Linked DNA regions of Gossypium hirsutum: region 2 is linked to region 1. The links are chromatin contacts, called in public Hi-C maps. All regions are on one chromosome and are shown on one strand. The core of a region is the stretch at or near the end of the contact, and the rest is flanking DNA. Distances in the headings are between cores, read along the strand shown.

The links. Hi-C and Micro-C count contacts between places; a contact is called where the count stands out from the background.
Region 2: a Hi-C map of leaf shows a contact between it and region 1, with 1.5 times the contacts expected there. The contact joins the promoter of LOC107948984 here to the promoter of LOC121228213 in region 1. A contact is called at or near these places in 3 of 34 Hi-C or Micro-C datasets (all in leaf).

What each region holds. Positions count from the first base shown.
Region 1 is chrA04:82,043,049-82,045,748 of Gossypium_hirsutum_v2.1, reverse strand. It overlaps LOC121228213 (E3 ubiquitin-protein ligase RMA1H1), which reads right to left and starts at 1,363. Exons shown (of 2, transcript XM_041111519.1): 1 at 1,079-1,363; 2 at 1-197. The coding sequence starts at 184.
Region 2 is chrA04:82,271,676-82,274,644 of Gossypium_hirsutum_v2.1, reverse strand. It overlaps LOC107948984, which reads left to right and starts at 1,291. Exons shown (of 3, transcript XM_016883671.2): 1 at 1,291-1,534; 2 at 1,750-1,854. The coding sequence starts at 1,396.

The DNA of each region.
Region 1 (2,700 bases), core at 114-2,613:
TATAGATGCAAGGCCAACAAAACAGGTGACCACAAAATGTGACCACCGGATCCTGCACTGAGTCGAGGCAGATGTTACAGTCAAAGCTTCTCGACGGGTTATCATCCGAAACCGAGACCGAACCTGGTGAATCCATCCACTCCTGCAGGCAAATCTTACTTTCCATGTACTGCTCAATGATCATGTGCTACCAAAATCTGCAGCATATATGTAAAAACCAGATTAGAACCTATGAAACATAAAACTCTATACATACATAGGTACACACACACACACACACACATATATATATATGAAACATGGTCAATTAAAGCCAACAAAACATCATAAACTTTGTCTTCAATAACCAGAAAGTGCTGTTGGGTGGTAAGAAATGGGCTATGCATAAATTCATCCGCACAAGCTACTATCAAACACTTTATGAGCTCAACCACCCCCTCTTCTCTAGCTACATGAATTACTTATCATCCAATAGTGGGGGCACCTTAATAAAGAAACACAACTAACCATGTCATATAAAATTGGCAGCCAGAATGCATATCTAAATGCAGAAGATGTATTATGGTCGTTTAATCTTCTTCCAAGTATAGATTATCACAATCAAACTCCATTAAACCTTGATAAGGACTTTAAAAAAATTTCCATGTAGAAGATGACAGCGAATTTTAACAGATTGTTAAAGCAATAGCTTTTTTGATGCTTTTGGAAGCGGGTGAGGATTTCAAGGAAACATAAAATCAAAAACTTTCTCAGCTTTCCAAGAAAAAAACAAAAGAAGTTGTTTTGTTTTTAAGAAACATTGAAATTAACTTTTGAGATTTGAAATCCTTGAAAAGCTTTTGAAATTTTGATTGAAAACATTAGAAGATATTCATCAAGCTTCAATAAGAATAAAAAAACATCGTTCATAACTAGATTATAGAAAGTTTTTAAAAAAAAAAAACAGGAAGCCTTTGAAACAGAGACTGATGGGGGGATATATAAAGATTATCAATCCAAAACTTCAAAAACAAAATCAAACCCAGAAAAGATAACAAAAAACCCAATATTTATACGTAGAAAAGTTGGGATAACATACCAGTTAGTTGACAAGTCTCTTTTCATGTGAACTTTGATCAATAGAGAAGCTTTGTTTTTAATTTCTCAATGGAGAATATGATAAAGCTCTTCTCTGAAGAAACCAATATATATATATATATAAAAGTGTATGTAAAGGAGTGACTGATTGAGGTTGAGTTGAAAAGGAATAAGATTTTAAGGCTTTATGTTAATGAAAGACAAACAGAGATTTTTTCTTTAGAGAGCTAAAGAAGCAATCTGGGTTTGCTTTTATATATAGAAGACAAATAAGGATGAAAATGATAATATAATAATAATTTTCAAATCAATAATAATGACACCGAGAAGATAAACATTAATTAAAAATTCGATAGAATCAAAATTTGTAATATAATTGTAGATAATTTAGAGTCAATCATGATCTTATTTACTTATTTACTATGGAGGAGGAAATCATTTACCCCTAAAATTATTAAGCTAGTTTATTAATGATTTGATTTATAAAATATTTTTATAATCATATATATATTAATAATTATGTCTTTACCAAATTTTATTTATTTAATTTTTTAATTATTTTGTTTGACTAAATTTTAGCTCTATTAGTATGAATATTTTTATCAATACATGAGCACATGAGTTTTAGTACGCTAAAGCGCATTATTCTCTTATTTATGAGTTAAGAGAGGCTATAGATACTTAAAGATATTATCTTTAAAATAACAATTATTAGAACCTATAATAGAATTATTTAATAAAATTATAATTAATTTGTTATGAGTTTATTTACTAGTATAGATTGTTAGACAAGGTCTTTTAAAATGAAAAATTTTCTATTTAAGTCTTTTGAAAATTTTAAAATTTTAAATTAATTAAAATAAAATCGTTAATTCTTTTTATAATTATTCACTTGTATAAAAAATCATAATTAAAGTTTTCATATAGGTAGAATTTTATAAAAGCTTGTTTTGCAATTTTATTATAATTTAATTATTTTAATTATTTTATTTTTCGAATGCTTTTTTTTTAATTTTGAGGTCTAGCTTATTTTTTAAATAATTTGAAATGATTTTGTTATAAATGGATTCAAGTAAATTTTCTTTTATTTTAGTTTTGAAATAAAATCTAATTCAATAAACAATTTAGTTAAATTTATTTTGATTTGATAACAATCGAATATCAAATTTAAATTTTTTGAATTAATTACTTCAAATCGAAAATAATTTGAATTTGTAACCTCCCTTAAAAGTTCTCCCAAATTAGAATACGCAAAGGGTTTGGCTTGAGGCAACTAAGTTTAAATATTTAAATATATATATAATTAACTTTTAATTTGCTTGTGAAATAAAAAATATTTTATTGTTTTTGTATTAAATAATTATACTTTTTTAAAGTAAAATAAAACATAAAAAATAATTTTATAACGAAATTAACTGTTATAGTAAATTATTATTATAAAGAAGATTGATTGTATTTAATTATTCTAATCGAGAGTTGTAAGAACTGAAGAAGAAATTATGCAAGTAATTAGTTATTGTAATATTTAATTTTCTATTTTAAATTAAGAAATTAATTAATTATAATTTATACTATTAAATAGCTTAATTACATTTGATGATTTAAAATGTATTTGAGAATGTA
Region 2 (2,969 bases), core at 42-2,541, 230 kb before region 1:
CAAAATTTCAAATACAGAATATTACATTTTTTTTTTGAAAAATCCCTACTTGTTTTACTTTAAGGAAGGGTATTCGATTACTTAGATTCGACGAGAAAAATCGAAACCCAGTAAGTTAGGGCACAATTTTCTCAAAGCTCCCAAGTACCGAGTATTGCCTTATTTAAAATTTTGAATGAAATGCAATAAATAAATGAAATGTATTTTTATTAAAAAGGATAATTCGATGACATAAGGAATGAAAAACGTGGCAATAACATTTCATGAATAATCTAAAATAATAAGGAAATGCAAAGGAACAACTTAGAATACATGCAATAGCAGCATATCATATACTATAGAAATACCCCCATTTATAACCAAGGGTTAATGAACTAGAAACCTATTTTAAAAGAAGTTTCAAGTAAATCACACAAATAAAATATAACAAGTTTTAAAATAAAATAAAATGAATAATAAGAAAAATGAAATTTTGGAAATATTCCTATACAAACTATACAGAATTTTTAAAACAGGTATAAATACAAGAATTTAAAAATAAATAGAAAAAAATAAAAGAAATAATATATTAAATAGTAATGTACAAATGAATTTTAAAATAAATATCATAAAGTAAATAATGTGAATGAAAATTTGATCTGTATCAAAAAAAATAAAATAATAAAATAATATGTGTAATGCGTAAATGAAATTCCAAAATAAATAATATGCATAAAAGATTAAAAGTAAATGATATACAAAGTAATATATATATATGAAAAACCTAATATAAATAATATATATAATAGTAATAATAATATATGAAGGTGTTTCAGATAGACAAATATGCATATGAAAATAAAATAAATACAAAAGTGTGAAATCAAAATAATTTAAAATAATATGTTAAAACAACATGTTTATTCTAAAAAAAATGAATAACTAAAACTTAATTAAGAGAAAAACAAAATCCAAGGGATAATTTATAAACAAGACAAATCATTAAAACAGAATTTTGGCCGAAATTAAATGTACACAAATGTTTGAAGACTAAAACCAAAGATGCCCCAAATCTCAAAATACTGCGCTAAGGGGAGGGCCGATTGAAATAGCACGCAGATTACAGGGACAATTTAAAAGAATTTAAAAAAACTTAACATGACTCGATTGAAAGCTAGCGCGAATGAGGGGGACTGATCGCGCAAATTACCCATTTAAGGGTAAAATGCACATGGATCCACTCCAAACGCGTACTGACTCTCCCCCCAATGCTGTTTTGTTTTATTACTCAAAATTATAACCTACTTTAATTCATTTTTTGCTTAAAAACCATTTTGACTTTGATTTTTTTTTAAAAAAAAAAACCTAAAGTTTTGGAATCCCTCACTCTCCCCTCTGCTCTACGCCGAAAGGCTTATGCCCAAGCCTTCAATTGCCCTAAAAGTCCGCTTGCGACCAACGAAGCAGAGTCCTCCGACAGTACGAGCACGACGTGCGATGAGTCCATCTCCTTCTCTCCTATCCTTTAGTTCGTGTTGTGGATCCGAATGGAAAGGTAAAAAAATAAAAAAAAAAACGAAACAAAATAAAGCCGTAGTAAATAATCCACCTTTGAAAATATTCCTTGTTTGCTTTCTATTGATTTTTGCGTGTATTTTGTATATAATCTGTAACCAATTTCTCTGAAAAATAAGAGTAAAAAAAAAACCTTTTACATATGTTTACGAAGGCTTTTATAGCCTTTTTTTTACGTGTTTTACGTGTTTACAGGTACGATTGATCACGTCTCTAATGTGGCGAGGTGGATGAGCGCAAGACGTGGAAGGGCGCGCGACGTACGGTGCCTGGGGACTGCTTCGATTGCGGCGGCTGAAGGTTGGCTGCTAGGGTTCTGCCGAAAATTTTTTTTTTGGGGGGGGCTAAAAATTTGGGCTAGGGTTCAGGTATTTTAGGATTGGGTTTGTATTGGGCTTGGTTGAATTGGGTCTGAGGGTGTTTTGTTTTAATTTAGTATTGGTTTGGGCCCCGGGCTAAAATTGAGCCCAACAGCTGCCCCTCTTTGCTCATTATCATGTAACGAGAATGATGCAAAGACTTTGAATGGGTCAATTTTGCCCGGTCTTACCAAGGTTTGACTTCGTGATTCTCTCTTTCTTCAGGTAACCTCACTTTAACCCACTGCATCTTCAGGGGTATAGGAACCCGTCTTCAATCTGCTCCCCTACTGCTTAGGAAGATGAGATCTGTAATTTTTAGCCTGTTACCCTACTGCTTAAGGGGTTAAGGCTCACTGTCTTTGATCTGCTCCATTACTATTTAGGGATAAGATCTGTACTTTCCAACTTGTTACCCTACTGCTTAGGGGGTTAAGGGTCGTATCTTCAACCTGCTCTCTTGCTACCTCAGAGAGATAAGGCCGGTGGCTAAAATCTACTCCATAGCTGATACATGGAGATAAGCTCTGTAATTTTCAGCCTGTTACCCTACTGTTTAAGGGTTAAGGCTTGTATCTTCAACCTGCTCTCTTGCTACCTCAGAAATATAAGGTCGGTGGCTAAAATCTACTCCATAGCCGATACATGGAGATAAGACTCGCCATTTTCGATCTGCTCCATAGCCGATACATGGAGATAAGATCTGTAATTTTCAGCCTGTTACCCTATGGCTTAGGGGGTTAAGGCTCGTATCTTCAACCTGCTCTCTTGCTACATCAGAGAGATAAGGCCAGTGGCTAAAATCTGCTCCACAGCCGATACATGGAGATAAGACTCGCCATTTTCGATCTGCTCTATAGCCGATACATGGAGATAAGATCTGTAATTTTCAGCCTGTTACCCTACTGCTTAGAGGGTTAAGGCTCGTATCTTCAACCTGCTCTCTTGCTACCTCAGAGAGATAAGGTCGGTGGCTAAAATCTGCTCCCTAGCCGATACATGGAGATAAGACTCGTCATTTCTGATCTGTTCCATAACCGATACATGAAGATAAGC